Regions from separate parts of the Ovis aries genome. Here region 2 is linked to region 1. A link is a contact called in public Hi-C data. All regions are on one chromosome and are shown on one strand. Each heading gives the region's core, a stretch centred on a gene start, on an enhancer-like site or on the middle of the called end of the contact. The rest is flanking DNA. Distances are from core to core; before and after follow the strand shown. Region 1 holds the start of ATPAF2 (ATP synthase mitochondrial F1 complex assembly factor 2). Region 2 overlaps SREBF1 (sterol regulatory element binding transcription factor 1).

What was found. Hi-C and Micro-C count contacts between places; a contact is called where the count stands out from the background.
Region 2: a contact with region 1 is called in a Hi-C map of hypothalamus, with 3 times the contacts expected there. The contact joins the enhancer-like site here to the promoter of ATPAF2 in region 1. A contact is called at or near these places in 3 of 16 Hi-C or Micro-C datasets (hypothalamus, liver and muscle).

What each region holds. Positions count from the first base shown.
Region 1 is chr11:34,269,564-34,273,664 of ARS-UI_Ramb_v3.0, forward strand. It overlaps ATPAF2 (ATP synthase mitochondrial F1 complex assembly factor 2), which reads left to right and starts at 2,384. Exons shown (of 6, transcript XM_027974794.3): 1 at 2,384-2,688. The coding sequence starts at 2,556. It overlaps GID4 (GID complex subunit 4 homolog), which reads right to left and starts at 2,201. Exons shown (of 6, transcript XM_027974796.2): 1 at 1,775-2,201. The coding sequence starts at 1,963.
Region 2 is chr11:34,392,924-34,397,024 of ARS-UI_Ramb_v3.0, forward strand. SREBF1 (sterol regulatory element binding transcription factor 1) reads left to right here. Exons shown (of 20, transcript XM_042255744.1): 8 at 154-374; 9 at 605-806; 10 at 919-1,097; 11 at 1,340-1,601; 12 at 1,680-1,846; 13 at 1,984-2,152; 14 at 2,651-2,759; 15 at 2,999-3,108; 16 at 3,207-3,339; 17 at 3,489-3,654; 18 at 4,101. Among named protein-coding and RNA genes, the nearest start is that of SREBF1, 13 kb to the left of the region's middle. Within about 2 kb of position 2,293, at least 8 of the 54 cell types and tissues checked have an H3K27ac peak or open chromatin away from gene starts, as enhancers often do. A contact at or near this core is called in hypothalamus, where this site is marked.

The DNA of each region.
Region 1 (4,101 bases), core at 1,134-3,633:
CCATTAGACACCATCAAACTCAACAAGAGGCCCAAGTCAAGATCATCCCAAACATGACCCACACCAGGCATCTCACTTCTAGAATTTTATGATGAGCTGCAAAATGTAAAAGAGTCTGTATCTTCCTACTCAATTCTCACATTTGGAGCAGAAGAGAAGGGAGATTGCCACAGTGGTCGTCTAATGGTGAAAGCTGAAATAACTCAGCTACGACCCTTTTCTTTTCCTGGCCTTGTCTCACAGCTCGAAGGATCTCAGTTCCCCGAGTAAGGACTGCACTTGGGCCACAGTCCAGTGAAAGCGCCAAATCCTAACCATGAGACCACCAGGTAATGCCCATCTTTTTAATTACGATAAACATCATAGCTCATGTTAGAAATTTCAGTTTGTAGACCAGAGACACAATTAACAGAGATGGAGTTCTCTTGATCTAAAGTAAAAGACTTACTCCCACAAAGCAGTAAGATAAAAAGAGGCAGATGAATCGGCAGTTGGTGGAGACAAAACATATCCCCGTTGTCTTTAAGGTGGGAGAAGAGAGGCTGAGAAGAGAGGCTGTTTGAGATTTAAAATCAGCAAAGAGCAAAGGACAGGAGAAAAATTCTGTCCTCACACAACCTACATTCTACATCTACATCCTACATTCTGTCCTCAGACAGAACATCAAAGCTTCTGCAAGACCTTTGAGGGGACAGTGTTTGGAGGAGCTTTTAGGCACAGCTCAGGAGGTGAGGTATCAGACTGAAGACAACAGGGCGAAGGGAGGAGGAAGTGGGTCCTGCTGCAGGCCTGAGCAGATAGACAGGAGGAACAGTTTTCCAAGAAGGCAGAGAAGAAAGAGGATTAACCACTGCCGATCTCCTTGGGCCGGGAGGAAATGTCAAGTGTGCTCCCATCGACATGAGAGGAGTGAAGTGCAGGAAGGAGCTGGGACAGGTAAAGCTAAAGTTCCAAAGCCATTAGGAGCTGGCAGCAGGTTCTCAGAAATCCAGGTCAGATGGGGGGAGGAAATACCATATGAGAAATAAAAGTGGGTGAGTTACATTTCCTAGCATGAGTATCAGAGACTACAAAGGAAGCCCTGACATGTGGATCAAAGTTAAAAATACAGTAAGAGGGTCCCCTAGAGCCAGGAAGGAGGAGAACAGAGAGATGGGGAGGTCTGGGCAGACAGATGGACAGAACAGGAGTGGACTGGAAGTGGAAAGAGGGTGGGGAGTAGGGAGTGTCAAGAGTCTGAGCCAGGAAGAGACTATGGGTTGGGGGCTAGGAGATCAGCTTCTAACAGACTGTGAGGAGCCCACTTAGGATGTGAGTGCCCAGGCTAAGGAATGGGCCAGCAGTCCAGGTGGGATGGGGGCCCTCAGGTCCCGGGGCTGATGGAGAGAGGAGGCGGATGAAGCTCTGCCGGGGAGGAAACCCCCGGAGAAGGAGGCGGGTCCCAGGGCCTGGGGTTCATGGGACCGAGGAAAACGTGGGAGGCAGCAGGCACGTCTAGGGCCTGGGAGCGTCCAGAGTCAGAGGGAATCCCTGGAGAGTTTCCCGGACGGGGTCCGAGAGGGACTGAAAGAAAGACTGTTGCCGGGGCGACAGGCCACGGGGAGGCAGGGCCGGATCTGAGGCGGCCGGTCCCCGGCTCGGGCCCGCAGGGTTGGGGTGCGCCGGAGGGCCCCCGGCAGGCCCGGGCAGCAGGCCCGTCCGTGGCCGCGGGCCCCAGGGGGCGGCGGCGTGGCCCGGTCCGTGGACGTCTCGAGAGGCCGGGCCGCCGGCTCACCTGCAGCACTACCTCCACGTCGTACGAGTTCCCCTTGCTCTTCTGGTGGCCGCGGAACTTGGAGCCGCTGTAGAGCAGGCTGGTGGCCACGCCGGGCTGCTGCGTGTTGATAGGCGGCGGCGGGATGAGCGAGGCGGCGGAGGCGGCCGAGGCACCGGCCGGCGGGGGACACTCGGTGCGGACCGGCATCGCGGGGTCCCCCGGAGCCAGGGCTGGGGGAGGGGGAGGAACCGCCGCCGCCGCGCGGAAGCCGAGGGCAGACGGAGGAGAAGCCGGCGCGCGCGTAGGGCGGGAGGGGTCCACCCGCCGGCCGCAAGCAGATCGAGCGCTCCGGCCACCACCGGGACCCCGGGACCTGCGAGCAGGGCCTCCGGGTCCTGAGCGAACCCCCTCCCCGCCTGCGCTCGCACACACACCCCTTCCGATTGGCTCGGGCGCGCTGAGGGGCGGGATCAGGCTGGCTCGGCGATTCCGCCCATTGGCGGGCGGGGAAAGCACGTGGCGGGAGCCGAGGCCCTCTGGTACTTGTAGTCTTTTTCCCGAGGCGCGGCGCGGGGGCGGGGCCGGGGCGTTTGTGATGCTGATTGGCTGCGGCGTGCGCTGAGGCGCGCGGCGGCGGCGCGCTACGAGTGTCGTGCGCAACATGGCGGCGCCCCAAAAGGGAGAGGGTGCCGGCGACTGGTGAGGAGGTTTGTGGAGTTCGAGCACACGGCGTGTGGTCCCTCCGCTCCTTTTCCCCGAGCTCTGGTTTCGAGCGGTCGTTCTCTGAGGCCCCCGCGCGATGTGGAGGAGCTGCCTTCGGCTGCGGGATGGGGGGCGTCGCCTCCTGAACCGGCCCCGAAGTGGCCTCACCGCCTCCGAGGGGCTGGGGCGAAAGCCCCCTATCCCCTTCCGGGCCTACGTGCCCCCGGCAGGTGAGAGAGGCCAGGGCGGAGCAGGCTGAGGGGTCGGCCATGCAGGGTCACACGGTGGGAGGGAAGTTCCCCGCGAGGGCAGGGATCGCTCCAGGGCACACGCGCGTCGTTTCCTTTTGGCAGGTGCGGTTTTTCTCTCTTTCACTGGGGAAGCAGAGGTCATCCTTATTTTCAGGCGGGGAAATTCGACTTCTGGGTCGGGATTGCGCTAGAGGCGCGAAGCAGACTCAGAGGTTTGCGGGGCAAAGGCCAGTCTGCTAGGCTGCTTTCTGTGTCCCCGCGACCGGCACTGAAGGGGCCTGAAGCTCGGGCTTTAAGTCTTCCATCCCGGCCGCTTGCTCCACAGCTGTCCTGGCCCTGCCTCCTGCTGCCCTCCCAGAACACCTGCCACCTCTTCTAAGGAGTTGACACCCCGTGCCCCCTTCCTGCACTTCCGACTCGGATGAGGCTTTCTGTAGCGGATCTTTCTTACTCCTAGGCAAAGATTTTGGGATAAGAGTGGGACTGACTTTAAGTGAGTGAAGACAGTAACGCTTTCTTTCCTGCCAGTTAGTACTGTGCTGAAGGTGGGGGTGAGGAGAAGGTCACTGCGGTGTTGGAGCTGTTCCGAGGTCGCCCGTGTGGCCTCCAGTCCCCTACCAGCTGTCCCAGCCATCAGCTGCATAGAGAAGAAAGGTCTTCAGAGAGCCTGCCTGTCCAGCTGAGGAGTACACCGGTGAAGTCAAAGCTGGGGGTCTCTGCTTACAAGTTGTCTTGTCTGCACAAGTGGTTTAGCGTCTCATTGTCTGCCTCCTCTAAAGAGACAGCTTGTGCTGGATTGAGGGAGATGCTGTAGATAGGGAGGCCAGCCTGCCACCTGTTTTTGTAAATAGTTTTCCAGGAACCCAGGCCCGCTCATTCACTGACACACACCTAAGGCTGTTTTCACTACAGTGCAGAGTTGGCTGGTTGTGCCAGACACTGGATGGCCTGCAAAGCTTAAAACACTTTGGCTTTTTACAGAAAAAGTTTGCCAGCAGTGCTGTGGATGCTAGAGCGGTTTTGGGGAAAAGTGTTTAGTCATCTGGCCCGTTTATAGTAATTGCTGTGGTAGATACACTTGCCCTGAAGAATTTTAAAACAGCCTTACTGAGATGATGCATTTAGAATTCACTCACTTAGATTGTACAGTTTAATGGTCCCTAATGGCTCAGATGGTAAAGAATCCACCCTTGTTGCGGGAGACCTGGGTTCAATCCCTGGGTTGGGAAGATCCCCTGGAGGAAGGGCATGGCTACCCACTCCAGTATTCTTGCCTGGAGAATCCCTGTGGACAGAGGAGCCTGGCGGGTTACAGTCCATGGGGTTGCAGAGTCGGACATACTGAGCGACTAAGCACAGTATACTCAGAGTTCTGCTGCCATCAGTTCTGGA
Region 2 (4,101 bases), core at 1,043-3,542, 120 kb after region 1:
CACACCTGGTGTCCCTGGAAGTTCTTGCCCTGCAAAGGCCCTTCACCCTCTTTTTGGCCCTCCCAGGCTCGCAGCTCCCCCAGGTCCTGAGCTCCAATTTGGGGTGAAGTGGGGTGTGGAGCTGACTCCAGTCTGCTCCTCTCTGGCCTGCAGAATCACTGAAGGACCTGGTGTCGGCCTGCGGCAGTGGAGGTAGCACAGATGTGCCCATGGAGGGCATGAAGCCCGAGGTGGTGGACACCCTGAGCCCCCCCCCCTCAGACGCCGGCTCACCCTCCCAGAGCAGCCCCTTGTCCCTTGGCAGCAGGGGCAGTAGCAGCGGTGGAAGTGGCAGTGACTCGGAGCCTGACAGCCCGGTCTTTGAGGACGGCCAGGTGGGGCCTGCAGTGTTGTCCCTTTCTTGTCATCTAGCAACTTCCTCTGAGCCCCAGGACTGGATCAGGCCCCTCACATATCCCACCTCTCCTTTCATAGACAGAAGAAAGACAAGGCTGAGGGGTTCCCACAGTAAGGCAGGGGGCAGAGTTGACCCCTCCTTCCCGGAGCTGTGCTCTCTGGGTCACGCCACCCCGTTCTCACCGCCCTGCCCGCCCCCCCCCCCCAGGTGAATCCAGAGCTGCTGCCCGCCCCCCACAGCCAGGGCATGCTGGACCGCTCTCGCCTGGCCCTGTGTGCGCTCGTCTTCCTCTGTCTCTCCTGCAACCCCTTGGCCTCCCTGCTGGGTAGCCGGGGTCCTGCTGGCCCCTCCGACACCACCAGCATCAACCACCGTCCTGGGCGCAGCATGCTGGGTGCTGAGGGCAGAGGTAGGGTGGTAGGAGGGGGGCTCTCGCATATGTGGATCCCGTCCTGTGGGCTTGGGGCCCTGGATTTCCTGGGTGCCCAGCCTCTGTGTCCCCAGCTTCTGTCTGCCCCCAGATGGCCCTGGCTGGGCCCCGTGGCTGCTGCCCCCACTGGTCTGGCTGATGAATGGGCTGCTGGTGCTCTTCTCCTTGGCGCTTCTCTTTGTCTATGGAGAACCAGTCACTCGGCCCCACTCGCGCCCTGCCGTGCACTTCTGGAGGCATCGCAAGCAGGCCGACCTGGACCTGGCCAGGGTAAGTGGCCAGACCCTGGGGGATGGGAGCAGGCAAGGCTGGGACCCTGAGCAGTGCCTGGGAAGGTGCTGGGCATACCGTGGACCTCCCCTGTTCTCCCTACTCCTGTCTACCCCTCCAACTCCTGTGGACCCCTGGGGGCCCGGCCTGTGCTGCTGGGGATGGTGTGGTCCTCACGGGGGGCCCAAGATGGAGGAGTAGCACAGCCCCACGTTTCTTACCTGAAAACCCCTCACCCCCAGGGGGACTTTGCCCAGGCTGCCCAGCAGCTGTGGCTGGCCCTGCGGGCCTTGGGCCGGCCTCTGCCCACCTCCCACCTGGACCTGGCCTGCAGCCTGCTTTGGAGCCTCATCCGCCACCTGCTGCAGCGTCTCTGGGTGGGCCGCTGGCTGGCCGGCTGGGCAGGGGGCCTACGGAGGGACAGGGCCCTACAGGCAGACGCTCGCACCAGTGCCCGCGATGCGGCCCTCGTCTACCACAAGCTGCACCAGCTGCACACCATGGGTATGCGGGTGAGGGCTGGGCCCCTGGGGTCCTGCTGCCTCCACACCACCCTTGGCCTCACGCCCTCTTATCTTCCAGGGAAGTACTCAGGTGGGCACCTCGCTGCTGCCAACCTGGCGCTGAGTGCCCTGAACCTGGCCGAGTGTGCGGGAGATGCTGTGTCCGTGGCCACACTGGCTGAGATCTACGTGGCCGCCGCGCTCAGGGTCAAGGCCAGTCTGCCCCGGGCCTTGCATTTTCTGACAGTGAGTAGATGGTGACCAGTGGGGGCTCTGTGGGTGGGTGAGGGCTGCACAGAAAGGCACGTGGTTATGGGGGCGGCTGTGGGCCCTCTGGGGTCTCGGCCAGGGTTCAGTGTGATGGCCCATTCCCTCCTCAACAGCGCTTCTTCCTGAGCAGTGCCCGCCAGGCCTGCCTGGCACAGAGTGGCTCAGTGCCCCTTGCCATGCAGTGGCTCTGCCACCCTGTGGGCCACCGTTTCTTCGTGGATGGCAACTGGGCCCTGTGCAGCGCCCCGAGGGACAGCTTGTACAGCGTGGCTGGGAACCCAGGTGCCTTCTCACCCTGGGCCCTTCTCTGTGCCCACCCCTTTCCCCACAGCTGGCCGCCTCCTCCGTCCCCCGTTCCTATTCATCATGCCTATCCCTGGTCAGTGTCTTGTCCCTTGCCTCTCTGCTGTCCCTGCCCACCCTGGCCTGCTGCCCCGCCATCTGGTGTGGCTATGGGGATGTGCAGATGGGGACGCCAGTCTGGCTCTGTCTCAGCTGGGGCTCTTCAGAGGCAAACAGGAAGATAGGGGCAGGGGGCCAGGGGGCTGATTTGAGAGGTGCCAGACAACATCACCATGCAGTGAGGAGGGTGGGAAAGCGCGTGCATCCCAGGTGGGTTATCCTGTCCATTGGTGGGCGGAGTGTTTATCCACCAGCTTTCACTTGTCTCAGAGCCAGGCCCACCCGTGCCCAGAAAAGATCCCTAGTGCAGGGAGGTGCGTGTGCAAAGGAGGGGTTGGGGCCATTCTCGCCCCTCCACTCACCCACTCTTCTCTACAGTGGATCCCCTGGCCCAGGTGACTCAACTGTTCCGCGAACATCTGTTGGAGCGAGCACTGAATTGCGTGGCCCAGCCCAGCCCTAGCCCTGGATCAGCCGAGGGGGACAAGTGAGTGTCTCCATGCGCCTCAGCAGACCAGAGCCCCCTGCCCAGTGGAGCCTGTGGGTGGCCAGAGCCGGGCCACTGTGGCCTTAGGTGCATTTCGGTTCCTCTCTGGGCCTCAGATTCCCACCAGCCCGGCACGAGGGGACGGAGGCTCTTAGAGGAGCCAGGAGGCCAGGCTGTGCTGTGTGCGGAGGTGAGGACCTCTGCCAGCCATGTTGACCGCCTGTCCTCTCCTGCCACAGGGAGTTCTCAGATGCCCTCGGATACCTGCAGCTGCTGAACAGCTGTTCGGATATGGCCGGAGCTCCTGCCTGCAGCTTCTCCATCAGCTCCAGCATGGCTGCCACCCCCGGTGAGCTCCCCACCTGTGACGCCCTCAGCCCCAGTGCCAAGCAGCTCAGCCTCGGGGGCAGTGTGGCTGAGTTTCTGCCTCCTGTGCCCCCTTTGCAGGCACAGACCCGGTGGCCAAGTGGTGGGCCTCTCTGACAGCTGTGGTGACCCACTGGCTTCGGCGGGATGAGGAGGCAGCTGAGAGGCTGTACCCACTGGTGGAGCACCTGCCCCGTGCCCTGCAGGAGTCCGAGTGAGCACAGGCTGCATGCTCGTGCCCCACCCCCAACCCTGCCCCCAGCTTTGTTCTATGTCCTTGGGGTCCCGCCATGCTCTTCCCATGAATCCAGAACCAGGGCAGAGGGAGGTCCAACTATGACACCTCTATCTTGGCCCCAACAGGAAACCCCTGCCCAGGGCGGCTCTGCACTCCTTCAAGGCTGCCCGGGCCATCCTAGGCCGCGGGAAGGCTGAGTCTGGCCCAGCCAGCCTGGTGATGTGTGAGAAGGCCAGTGGGTACCTGCAGGACAGCCTGGCCACCACACCAGCTGACAGCTCCATTGACAAGGTAAGGGCTGGGGCCGGGGGCCTGGCCCGTCTCAGGGGCCTTGGCCTTTCCACTCCCTGGATGGTCCCCCTTGGGCTGCAGAAGACTGCAGGGTCAGCCAACAGCACAGGACGGGTGACCAGCCGGCCTTGCCTTCTGGCAAAGGCTTGGGTCCAGGGGAGAGTGGCTGCTCCCTCTGGCCTCAGTGTTGCCCCCCCAGGAGGAGGGTGGGGTGAACATGTGGCAGGGCCCTCCTTGGAGGCTGCCGCGCAGGCCGGTGGGGGTATGGGGGCCTGGAGAGCGGGCGGCCCCGCGGTGCATTGCTGTTGCATTGCATGTGTGAGGCAGGTGCAGTGCCTCGGCAGTGCAGCCCGGAGCCGGCCCCTGGCACCGCGGGCCCCCAGCCTTCTCTCCCACAGCCAGAGGCCCTGACCCCTGCCCTGCCCTGCCCTACCCACCACCCCCAGG